2 separate regions of the Muntiacus reevesi genome follow, and region 2 is linked to region 1. Evidence: chromatin contacts called from public Hi-C data. All regions are on one chromosome and are shown on one strand. The core of a region is the stretch at or near the end of the contact, and the rest is flanking DNA. Distances in the headings are between cores, read along the strand shown.

Region 1 (6,235 bases), core at 1,592-4,091:
CAATGTCACAATGGCAGTAGTAAAATATCACTGTAGTATATGCCAGTGACAATACAACATTTACTTGTTATGCAGTAACTACAGAATATATTTAGGCAACAACAATGTCACAGTATAGTTTTATCATTCTGATGTCATAGCATCCTACTATCATTACATCTTGTCACTATAAGATTATATTAGACTTGTCACAATCTTGAGTCAGACAACATTTCAGAACCACAGTATAATCTGAATTGCTTTTACTTTTGTGTATACACATTAGCAGCCAAATGTTTCACTTTCAAACAATGGTTTAATGAATAACACATGTATAGGGTTTGCTCTAAAGGGTCACAGAAAATAGAAAATCAAAATATAAAAATGCCATTAGGAAGTTAACAACTAAAATATTTCTAGACATTTTATTATTCCAAATGTAGTAACTCCTATTATAAGAATGTCTTCAACTTCTGTGCAATTTGAGAATTAACTGTATACATGCAAAATATATTTCAAAATATCAAAAAACTGATATTATTTCAATCATTTTAATGAACACTAATTTTTAGCATAATCTTGTTAGAGTCAAATAAATAAATTCCCCTACTTCAAGCAAATCTGGAGAAATTTAAAATTACAGTTCAAGTTTATATCACTGTAAAAAAACACAAGGAAGGTGCTTTGGGTCACCTTTCTGGTGGGTGCTGTAAAAGCTATTACAGTTAAATCTTTAGGCTTAGATTCAATAAATGGTTAAAAACACCTGAAAAGAGGTGTCAAAAATTTGAAGCAAATGCAGCATAGTGTAGAGCATTAAATGTGGAGCCTGAAGATCAGCCAGACTGTCACTAGTTTTGTGACTCTATTCATGTCAGTTAATCGCCATGTCTGATTTTAGAGCTCAAACACATAATTCCATCCTACATGTTTCATAATCTGTGCATGCTTTTTCCTACACATTATTTTTCTTTAAACCAAGAACTTATTTAGAATCTATAAGTATCAGGTACTGTGCTAGTTACATTTTGTTATTCTAATGAGGAACTGAAGATGTAATGTGAGAAACGTGACCTTTTTGTTTGGAGAGTTTCAGGATCAGTGAATGAAGTTACATATCTCCACTGAGTTACCAAAAAAAAAAAAAAGAAAACAAAATTAAGGACTAGGAACAGCCTCCAAGTTTTACATATAGATACAGGATGACCCCAAGTTAAACTCATAAGGGAAAAAAAGTGAGATAAATATTTGCTAACTAGATATTTTGAATCATTTCTGTTTATAGTACCATGCAATTTAGGAAGGCAACAGAGTTGAAACAATTAAGGGAAAACATTCAAATTTATTATTTAAATTTACGTAGAAATAACCAGGATCCAGTTATGGTCATAAAGTAACAGAGGTAAGAAGCCATACTCTTTCTCATTGGCCTTTCTATTGCTAAACCTATCTCAAAAGTCTACCTGTGGGGAAAAAAATTACAGAGTGAAAATGACAAGGGAAGTACAAGAACAATCTCATTTGTAATATTTTATGAAAGTGTACAAGGCTTAACTGACACATCTCACCCTATAATAATAAAATTATGAAATACAAACATGGACCAATTTTAGTAAAATAGCATTCTGATAGGAATCAACTACTTTACAAGCTTTATTAACACAGCAGCTTTGCCCTACCTATCTAATCTGTTCAGTCTTTTCAACATAATGGTTATTAATCAAGCATATTCTTTAGCAGCCTTCTCAAGAAAAATTCCAGAGATTTTGGAAAGCCTAAAATCTGGACTTCTTTTTCTCGTTAAAATGTAAAATGATTTTAAACATCGTTTGAGATGTAACTCTGGGAAGCAAAATATAGAGAAAAAATAACAAAGACAAATATACATATATTTAACGCAGATACTGGGTACCTCTCTTAAGGTCAAAGACAAGCTTTCATTACTTGGATGCACCTAAGCTTTTAACATACATTCTTTTAAAGTCAATATGATTAGTTTAAAGATTCAGCAACAGGAGATAAGCAGTCAGGCGGCGAAAGAGGGGACGTTACTTTTTTCAGCATTTTCTATTGATTCCCATCTGTCTCAAGTGATACAAACTTCTGTAGGTTAGCCCAAACCATGGGTTATCTGGGATTCACATAAGGGTGCATTCAAAGACCGGGACGGGATCCTAGATGAACGCCAAATCGTCTCCAATCATCAGTGATTGCCCTTGACTAGGAATGCACGTGAGGGTAAAAAGCATGTAGGTTTCCTGTCGTAATGGAGAAAAAGGCTGGTGGGCACCAAAGTAGAAAGTGGGAGCACAAAACCAGATCTGATTAACAGCATTTAAAGTCTCCATGCAACCCTTCCTCCTCCCATCAGACTGAATCATCCTCTCCAAGTCCGAATGCTGAGAGGTGAGAAAGAGATGGGGGGTCAGGGTGTCTACCCCGGCAAAGTCCCCTCCCTCTTTTCCCTCTGCTGAGCCCAGATCTCCGTTCTGAACCGACCTAGGAGCTGGTCCAGGGCAGGCAGCCCGGTTGATACCAGCAGCTGTCCATTCCGCACCGACGGCCGTGTCCCCGCGATGGACACCAGTCGAGAGGAGCCGCTGTCGGCACCGCTGGCTCTGGGACCCCTACGCTGGAAGCTGGTGACGTTGTTCGTGCTGGCCGCCGCCACTATAGACCCAGTACTCCGGGTGCCGGTGCCGCAGGTCCCTGCTGCCGCCATCTTGGGGCTTCCCGCGTTGACCCAATGAGAACTCTGGGAGCTTAAGCCGCGGGCCTGTCACAGTCAGCTCCAAACTCCCGCCTCCTCGGCTCTTGAGGCCAATAGGACTGAGGCCTCCCTCCCGAGTCAACCAATCGGAAGGCGCATTGCTGAAAAGTGCGTTTACGTCAGGACGGCCGACTTCTGCAAGGCCCAGGTGAGAAAGAGCCACCTGAGTCCTGGATGAGAGTCTTCCTGGGTTCTTTGGGGCTAGAGGTGGGTAATATCATTAGTGTTCTTCTCGTTTTGAATGTCTTCATTCACGTTGAGTTAAAAAAAAAAAAAAAGAAGGCGGCTGGTGGTGGGGTATATCAAGCAACTTTCAGTAGGACCCTGCACTTTCCTCCTCTCTGTAGTAAACAGGATACCGCCCCCACCCCAGGCCTTTTCTGATTTCTGAAAGAAAATTCCCTCCGGCATCCTCTTCAGGTCTTTTTCTAAGCAGTTGGGTAACATGGAAGGGATTGAAACTCTTACCTTAGTGAGTAGCTTGTTGAGCCCGGCCTCGGTTCCTCAGTGCCGGTGGCAGCTGGGGTGGATTTACACATTAGAGTAAAAACTATGGAGCTTTGAGGCGATTTGGTTTTCCTCTGTTTCAAACAGCAGATGACAAACTGTACCTCTCGTGACACGTCCCCGTAAGTTGCTTTCGTTAATTTTAATTAGTGCTTCTGGAAGTCTTAGAGCGCCTTTCCATAAGTGGTGTGAATGATAAGTGTTATTCTGACAACCTTGTTCACACATTTAATTGTCGTTTGCTGTTAAGGCAGCTGCAAATAACACAATACTTTTTTTTTTTTTTTTTACCCGAAAAACTGGTAAGAATTAGATGTGTATGTGCTTTCTTTTTCAAGTGATCTGTGAACTCTGAATCCAGAGTTTATTAGAATAGGAATTTTACATGATGAAAAAAGCCATGTAACCTAGATTTTCAAAAAAAGCCACGAATCCTTGGATTTAAATTTTGTTTTCAAAATTTTGAGCTGGGCATGGGCTAGGGGATTGGAGTAAGTAATCTTTGAAGGCATTCATGATTGACAAATGTGTAAACTAAAAGAGTCCCAAATTATGCTTGCACTAATAATTATTGTTGGTTTTGACATTTTTCTATGATACTTCTGAAACACATCAAAACTTCATGGAAACTCTTGCCATTGAATTGTTTTAAATCTCAGTGACTTGTAAAAACTTTTTGGCTGATTCTCTTTGAGATTATATTGCTACATAGTGACCCCAGTTTTTCATTTTGGTAGGTTTTTGTTTTTAAAGAAAAGTGTACAGAAAAAAAAAAGTGTTGCAGTTTAACAGTATATCAACTGGAAAGCTTGATCATGGTTTAGGTGCTTTCATTTGGAGTCTTACCAGTATAATTCTGTGATGTCAGTCATTCAGTAAGTAACTGTTGAGGGTTTACTGTCTGCTTGGACCTAAACTTGTCATTTTAAGGCAAAGTTAAAAAAAAACAGTTCTCATTTGGAGGAGATAAGATTAACACATAGATAACAACATACCCGTTAAAATGATCACAGTGAACAATATACATTAATATTGCTCTGTAGTAAGTAAGTAGCACTCAAGAAGACCAAAACAGAAGGTGACAAAGCACTCCAGTAACAAATAGGAACTTCTTAGACAGCTTTGCTGCTCTGAAAACTTTGAAGTACACAAATATTGAATTTCTATGGATTTCTTTACTACATATTCGCTTGTTTTCTGCTCTGTTTACTTCAGCCTTTAGTTTTCTAAAGTGAAAAATTGTTTTTCAACTTTAACTACAATCCAGGAAGATGTGCACCCATGCATTCCTGAAGTTAGCATATAATCTTTGGTACAACATTATCTTCAGTTCAGTTCAGTTGCTTAGTCATGTCCAACTCTTTGCGACTCAATGGACTGCAGCACCCCAGGCCTCCCTGTCCATCACCAACTCCCAGAGTTTACACACACTCACGTCCATTGAGTCAGTGATACCATCCAACCATTTCATCCTGTGTCTTCCCCTTCTCCTCTCGCGTTCAGTCTTTCCCAGCATCAGGGTCTTTTCTAATGAGTCAGTTCCTTGTATCAGATGGCCAAAGTATTGGAGTTTCAGCTTCAGCATCAGTCCTTCCAATAAATGTTCAGGACTGATTTCCTTTAGGATGAACTGGCTGGATCTCCTTGCTGTCCAAGGGACTCCCAAGAGCCTACTCCAACACCACAGTTCAAATGCATCAATTCTTAGGCGCTCAGTTTTTTTTATAGTCCAACTCTCACATCCATACATGACTACTGGAAAAAACCATAGCTTTGACTAGACAGACCTTTGTTGGCAAAGTAATGTCTCTGCTTTTTAATATGCTGTCTAGGTTGTCATAGCTTTTCCCTAAGGAGCAAGGGTCTTTTAGTTTCATGGCTGCAGTCACCATCTGTGGTGATTTTGGAGCCCAAGAAAATAAAGTCTGTCACTGTTTCCATGTTTTCCCATGTATTTGCCATGAAGTGATGGGACCTGATGCCATGATTTTAGTTTTCTGAATGTTGAGCTTTAAGCCAACTTTTTCACTCTCCTCTTTCACTTTAGTTCCTCTTCACTTTCTGCCATAAGGGTGTTGTCATCTGCATACCTGAGGTTATTGATATTTCTCCCAGCAATCTTGATTCCAGCTTGTGCTTCATCCAGTCCAGCATTTCTCATGATATGCATATAAGTTAAATAAGCAGGGTGACAATATACAGCCTTGACAGACTCCTTTCCCGATTTGGAACCAGTCTGCTCTTTCCTGTTCGGTTCTAACTGTTGCTTCTTGACCTGAATACAGATTTCTCAGGAGGCAGGTCAGGTGGTCTGGTATTCCCATCTCTTTAACAATTTTCTACAGGTGATCCACACAGTCGAAACCTTTGGCATAGTCAATAAAGCAAAAGTAGATGTTTCTCTGGAGCTCGCTTGCATTTTTGATGATCCAGCGGTTGTTGACAATTTGATCTCTGGTTCCTCTGCCTGTTCTAAATTCAGCTTGAACATCTGGAAGTTCTCTGATCACATACTGTTGAAGCTTGACTTGGAGAATTTTGAGCATTACTTTGCTAGTGTGTGAGATGAGTGCAATTATGCGGTAGTTTCAGCATTCTTTGGCATTGCCTTTCTTTGGGATTGGAATGAAGACTGACCTTTTCCAGTCCTGTGGCCACTGCTGAGTTTTCCAGATTTACTGGCATATTGAGTGCAGCACTTTCACAGCATCATCTTCCACTATTTGAAATAGCTCAACTGGAATTCCATCACCTCCACTAGCTTTGTTCCTAGTGATGCTTCCAAAGGCCCACTTGACTTCACATTCCAGGATGTCTGGCTCTAGGTGAGTGATCACACCATCATGGTAATCTGGGTCATGGCGATCTTTTTTGTGTAGTTCTTTTGTTTGTCTTGCCACCTCTTCTTCATATCTTCTGCTTCTGTTAGGTCCATACCATTTCTGACCTTTATTGTGCCCATCTTTGCATGAAATGTTC
Region 2 (6,235 bases), core at 1,580-4,079, 140 kb after region 1:
CTACAATGCACAGGATAACCCCACAGAACAATTATCCTGCCCAAAATGTCAATGGTGGCAAAACTGAAAAACTCCTAAGAGATTAATTTAAAGAGACTTAATAGCATCAAATGTTGGGGGAGATGTAGGGCAACCGGAACTCTGGGATATATTACTAGAAGGGATGCAAAACGGTTCATTCACTTTGTTTGACGTTTGACAGATATTACTATACTAAGTGCAAATAACTTTTTGTCAAATTAAATGCCAAAAGGCTTACAGGGTCATGCATGATCTAAAGCCAGTGTACTTCTCCAGCCTCATATCTCCGTTAACTGAGGCACAAGAATGATACAGTACTAAAAAAATTTTCCAAAAAGTCTACTTGATTTTACTGACAGAAATCTTAAAAATCCTGAGACAAAAGAAACCTTAACATCATTTAGCTCAACTTACTACCTAAGCAGGGATAATAATATATTCTTGATAGTGAAACATCTACTGTCTCACACTGTTATGGCAAAATCTCACAGATCTATCTAATAAAATCTTGAGAAACAACTCATATTATAAAAGTAATGATCCTCTACTCTTTTCGTAAACTGAGTTAACCGGAGATTATTACAGTTACTGATTTCCTTAAGAAACCTCACAATATAAGGTGAAAAAATTAATATGGTAGTTTAGAAAGATACTATCTCTTTATAAATACCACAACCCATTTCACAAAGGAATGAAATCAGTGAAAAACAAGTCTTTAACTGGCCTAAACCAGTATTATTCAATAAAGATATAATATAAACTATAAATGCAAGTCATATACGCAATGTTTACAAAGCAGATTGATGAAGTCAATTTTGATAATACATTTAGGGTATATGCAACCCTATGAACTGTAGTCTGCCAGGCTCCTCTGTCCATGGAATTCTCCAGGCAAGAATACTGGAGTGGACTGCCATTCCCTTCTCCAGGGGATCTTCCCAACCCAGGGATCAAATCTAGGTCTCCTGCCTTGCGGGATGATTCTTTACCATCTGAGCCACCAGGGAAGCCTGGCAATTTTGATAGTATGTTTACTGCATATGTATAAAATATGTAAAACAGCTAATATATCCAAAACATTATCACTTCAATATTTAATAAACATAAAAATTTTAGATTATTTTATATTATTTTCCTGTACTAAGCCTCCAAAACCCAATGTCTGTTTTATTCTTATAGCACACCTCATTTTTGACTAGCCAAGTTTCAGGTGCATAATAGCCACAGGAAGCTAATGTTTACTGGATGCTAATGTTGCTTACTACATTACACACTTCAAGGAAATTCACACAGATTATTTCATTTAATACTCCCTGAGGTTGCTCAGTGGTAAAGAATCTGTCTGCCAATGCAGGAGATGCAGGCTTGATCCCTGGGTGGGGAAGATACCCTGGAGAAGGAAATGGCAACCAACTCCAGTATTTCTTGCCTGGAAAATTCCATGGATAGAGGAGCCTGGCAGGCTACAGTCCGTGCTCACAAAGAATGGAACATGACTTTAGCCAACACAAGGAAAATATAGGGGAAAATAACTTGCCCGAGTTCCCAAGATTAATTAGTGGTAGAATCAGGATTTTAAACCAATCAGCACGACTCAGATATGGTTCAAATCACTATGCAATTCCACTTCAAATCAACGCTTTTCTTTTACACTAATACTGAAACTTTCAATTAACCAAATTAATACTTTTGATTCCTGCTTTGATATCACATATTCATGGTACAGAAACCTGTATTTCTGGTCACATAAAAAACCCTATTTTCCCCCTGCAACACAGAATCGAAAACAAAAGACTTACCATTAAAATGAGTTTTTGATACTTTTGTTTTAGGTCTGACACACTTGCAGATGGGTCTGCTCCCAGAATGCTGTACCAATCCTTTTTTGGTATCTGCTCAAACGCCATCATCCCTTGAACAAAAAGTGGTCCTTTTCAGATCAGCGGAATAGAAATATTGACAATTCATTACAGTTTGTGTATATCTGGGAAATAACTAGGTACAGCTTCCCTAAGTTCTGTAACATTAAGTCATGATAATGATGCAAGCCTGAAAAAGCAAATATTTTCATTTGAAACGCCCCAAGAATTTCACGTTTAAGTATACAGAAAAATGTGGAAAAGTCTGTTAGATGGTTCATGATATACGCTTATATCTTAAATGAACGAATATACAATAGCGTAAGAAAAAAAAAAATTTCGATAATGAACCCGAGCGGTGGATGACCTTTTAAGAAAGGTGTTTCTGCTAGTCTCTTGGTAAAAGCGACACACAGTAGGTATTCAACTAAACATACTAGAGTTTAATAAGTGTTTATAAAATGAATATTCTTAAAAAGCAAAACGAGGAATTAATATCAATTTGGGAGCATTTCCTCTTAATATCTCCAGTTCACTTCTTGTCTTTCAGGTTATCTTCAAAGAATAACATGCCAAAAGCCAGGCAGCACTGGCAGGTGGAGAGCAACAACCCCTCAATTATTGGACAGGCACTCAGACCTCGCAAAGAGCTCCTGAAACCGTTCAGGGGCAGACGTGACAGCCCTCCCGAACCGAAGAGAACCCGCCAGGAGCCCCAGAACCAGGCAACTTCTTCCCACAGCCGCAAACTCAACGAGACATCCGGGGCTTCCTCAAAACTGGGACTCGGAAATCCACTGCACTCATAGTGCGCTGTGTCGCCCAGCCACAGACTCGTACCCTCTCCTGGATCCACTCGATCGCAAACTTACCAACACTAGAGCCACTAGAGCCCACTCCGCGCCTGCATTTTGCCAAACCTCGGAACCAGCTTCTGCTTCCGCCGGAAGTCACTGCTCTAACGCCGGCAAGTTTCCAGCCGAGCCGCAATGGCGAGGGCACCGATCGGAAGCGCCGCTCCGCCCTCTGGACGCGGTCGCTATGGTAACCCATTCGCCTCTACCTCAGGAGTTTACCAACAGTAAGTGCGGGCGCGGTGGGAAAAGGCTTCCTTCGCCTAGTTCTAGCTCGCTGTCGTCCTGGCTCTCAGACTGTCGTTTCTCTCCTCTTTCTCAGCGAGTACCCCCAGCACCCCCCTCCAAGCTTCCTCCGCCTTCCCCAAAACTCCCCCCACATTACCTACCCACTGCAGCCCCCTGCCCTTTCCCGGTTGACGACTGCAGTACCATGACGGGGGATGATTGGGATTAGAGCGGGTGGAGGTCGATGAGAAGGGTGACAAGAACTGATTCCTCCCTTCTCCTTAGACTACTCTGGCATGTTCTCATTCCAAAGCTAAGAGAACTAAAACCTATGCTGAGTACAAAGTTTTTGTTTGTAAAATATAAATTAAAAAATATATTTATATTTTTATATAAATATAAATATTTTTTTTTTCCGAAAGAGATGTTCAACTTAATTGTTTCTTTTAGATTTTACTTTAGTGGGTTGCCATGTCCTTTTCAAGGGGATCTTCCCAACCGAGGGATTGAACCCAGGTCTCCCGTTCTGCAGGTGAATTCTTTACCATCTGAGACATCAAGGTAGCCCAAGAATATTTTAGTAGGTAGCCTAGTCTTTCTCCAGGGGATCTTCCCAACCCTGGAATCAAACTGGTTTCTCCTACTTTGCTGGCAGATTCCTTACCGGCGAGCTACCAGGGAAGCCCAAAGTTTTTCAGTTTTAATACTGTTTTTTTGGAAGAGATGTTCAACTTATTTCTTTTAGATTTTAGAAACCGACGTGAAAAATGAAAACTTTTCAAAGTCCTTTCACACTCTTAGCAAGTCTTCCTATTCGCAGGGCAGCAATGACATCGTTCAAACTCACAGAAAAAGCAAAATAAAACGCTCACTTTGAGGTAGTTATTGGGTACTCCAAATGGGCACTTTCCTCTCCCTGTCGTTCGTCCTGTTGTTCCCTTTTACTGTCAAATCTCTGTGCTGCTTACCTTAGATTTGTTGCAGAGAAGCCAATTCTGATTCCGTGTTCATACTGTTTCTTTGACTTGATTTCACTTCTGTTATAATCGTACAGAATGATGGCCAGCCTTAAAGAATCCTGCCCCTCTGCCTGACCGTTAAACTAGAGTGCCTTTGTTCAGAACCCTGTCCACCTGTAGGGGGCAGGAAGGAAGAAATTAACAAAACCTCTGCCTGAGGTTTGCCATTCTGGGAGATGTTTGCAATATTAATGGCTTTTTTAACTTTGCCTCCTCACCTTCCCCCATGTCTGATCTATAAAAGAACCTGGCATCCAGGCCCTGTAAGATGGTTATTTTGAGGTGCTAGCCTGCCATCTTCTCCATCAGCTGGCTCCCCAATTATAGTCTCTTCCTTGCCTCAACCTCTCATCTCTTGGATTGGTGCCTGTTTGTGGCAAGCAGAGTGAGCTTGGACTCGATAACATATTGACTATTCTTTCTTGCATTTTACCTGGAGGTCAAAACTGTGTCTTTTTTCTCCACAGCATGATATAAATTTCACTTGGAAATGTTAAGGTAGTTTTGTTGATGTTACTCCTTAGATTTATTTTCCTTTTTTTTTTTTTTTTTTTAATCTTCTACCAAATATCCATTTGAGAAGCAGTCGAGACAAACTCTAAGCACATTGAAAAAGATATTTTGATATGGTCAGTTATTTATTGATGGTTTCCGGGTAGCTCAGCTAGTAAAGAATGGATCTGCAATACAGGAGACCAGGGTTTGATCCCTGGGTGAGGACGATCCCCTGGGGAAGGAAATGGCTACCCACTCCATGTTCTTGCCTGGAGAATTCCATTGACAGAGGAGACTGGCAGGCTACAGTCCATGGGGCCACAAAGAGTTTCACACAATTGAGCGACTTTCACCAAACTATAACTGAATAACTGAATGATACAGAAAAGTTTAAAAATCTAAAAGGAAAAGTATAGTTTAGGTTCCTCATAGGATTTTGTCATGTGTAAAGGCAGACACAGCCACCTTTATATCAATACTAAGTAAGAAGATCTGATTTTCATGCTTGGTTCCAACATTCTGTGTGGCCCTAAGTATACCTAAAATGACAGAACTGTGTTATTCTGAAGACCTTCTTATACAGTACTATCAGAATGTCACCACTTTAAATTTCTCTGGCCCTCAAACTTCCTTTTACCACCGCATAGACGATCTTTGTATAGATAATTATACTCAAACCCTTCAGTTTTTTTTATAGAAAGAGCACTTTATTTTGATTTATGATTGCATTAATGTATTGTGTTATCTCTCTTATCGCTTTTTTGAACAAAATTCTAATCATAGTATCTCAACTTTCGTGTATTTATTTTTTAATATAGAAAGAGGTACACTTTTTTTGTCCCCACCAAATCCCATGTGTTCTGTCATTTCATAATAACATATTTTAGTTTACATCTGTAAAGCATACTTTCGTTTGCAACTTTTTATCTCATCTCCATTAAGTCATTAGTCCTCCAAAATTACCAGTAATTAATTGATATTATCCAAATCTAGTGCTTGTTTACATTTCCCTAATTGTCTCAGAATTGTTTTTTTATGGTTGGTTTGCTTGAGTCAGAAACCAGAATCTACACACTGCATTTGGTTATTCTCTCTTAAATATCTTTTAAGCTATAGCAGTCCCAATACTTAACTACTACCTTCTTTTCTCCCTTTTTCTTGCTATTAGTTTATTGAAAAAACAGATCAGTTGTCTTAAAATCTGAACTTATCTGTTTTTTTATACCAGAATCCACTTTTATTTTTATTTTTTTTTATTAGTTGAAAGCTAATTACTTTACAATATTGTAGTGGTTTTTGCCATACATTGACATGAATCAACCATGTATTAACATGTGTTTCCCATCCCAATCCCCCCTCCCGCCTCCCTCCCCATCCCATCCCTCTGGGTCTTCCCAGTGCACCAGCCCTGAGCACTTGTCTCATGCATCCAACCTGAGCTGGCGATCTGTTTCACCCTTGATAGTATACTTGTTTCAATGCTATTCTCTCAGAACATCCCACCCTCACCTTCTCCCACAGAGTCCTAAAGTTTATTCTGTACATCTGTGTCTCTTTTTCTGTTTTGCATATAGGGTTATCATTACCATCTTTTTAAATTCCATATATGTGCGTTAGTATATTGTATTGGTCTTTATCTTTCTGGCTTACTTCACTCTGTATAATGGGCTCGAATTTCATCCATCTCATTAGAACTGATTCAAATGAATTCTTTTTAATGGCTGAGTAATATTCCATTGTGTGTATGTACCACAGCTTT

Evidence for each region. Hi-C and Micro-C count contacts between places; a contact is called where the count stands out from the background.
Region 2: a Hi-C map of muscle shows a contact between it and region 1, with 3 times the contacts expected there. The contact joins the promoter of DNAJC24 here to the promoter of IMMP1L in region 1. A contact is called at or near these places in 2 of 3 Hi-C or Micro-C datasets (blood and muscle).

What each region holds. Positions count from the first base shown.
Region 1 is chr9:29,278,608-29,284,842 of mMunRee1.1, forward strand. It overlaps IMMP1L (inner mitochondrial membrane peptidase subunit 1), which reads left to right and starts at 2,842. Exons shown (of 7, transcript XM_065943917.1): 1 at 2,842-2,956. ELP4 (elongator acetyltransferase complex subunit 4) reads right to left here and starts at 2,731. Exons shown (of 10, transcript XM_065943911.1): 1 at 2,479-2,731. The coding sequence starts at 2,701.
Region 2 is chr9:29,421,730-29,427,964 of mMunRee1.1, forward strand. It overlaps DNAJC24 (DnaJ heat shock protein family (Hsp40) member C24), which reads right to left and starts at 2,830. Exons shown (of 5, transcript XM_065943916.1): 1 at 2,753-2,830; 2 at 1,821-1,933. The coding sequence starts at 1,931.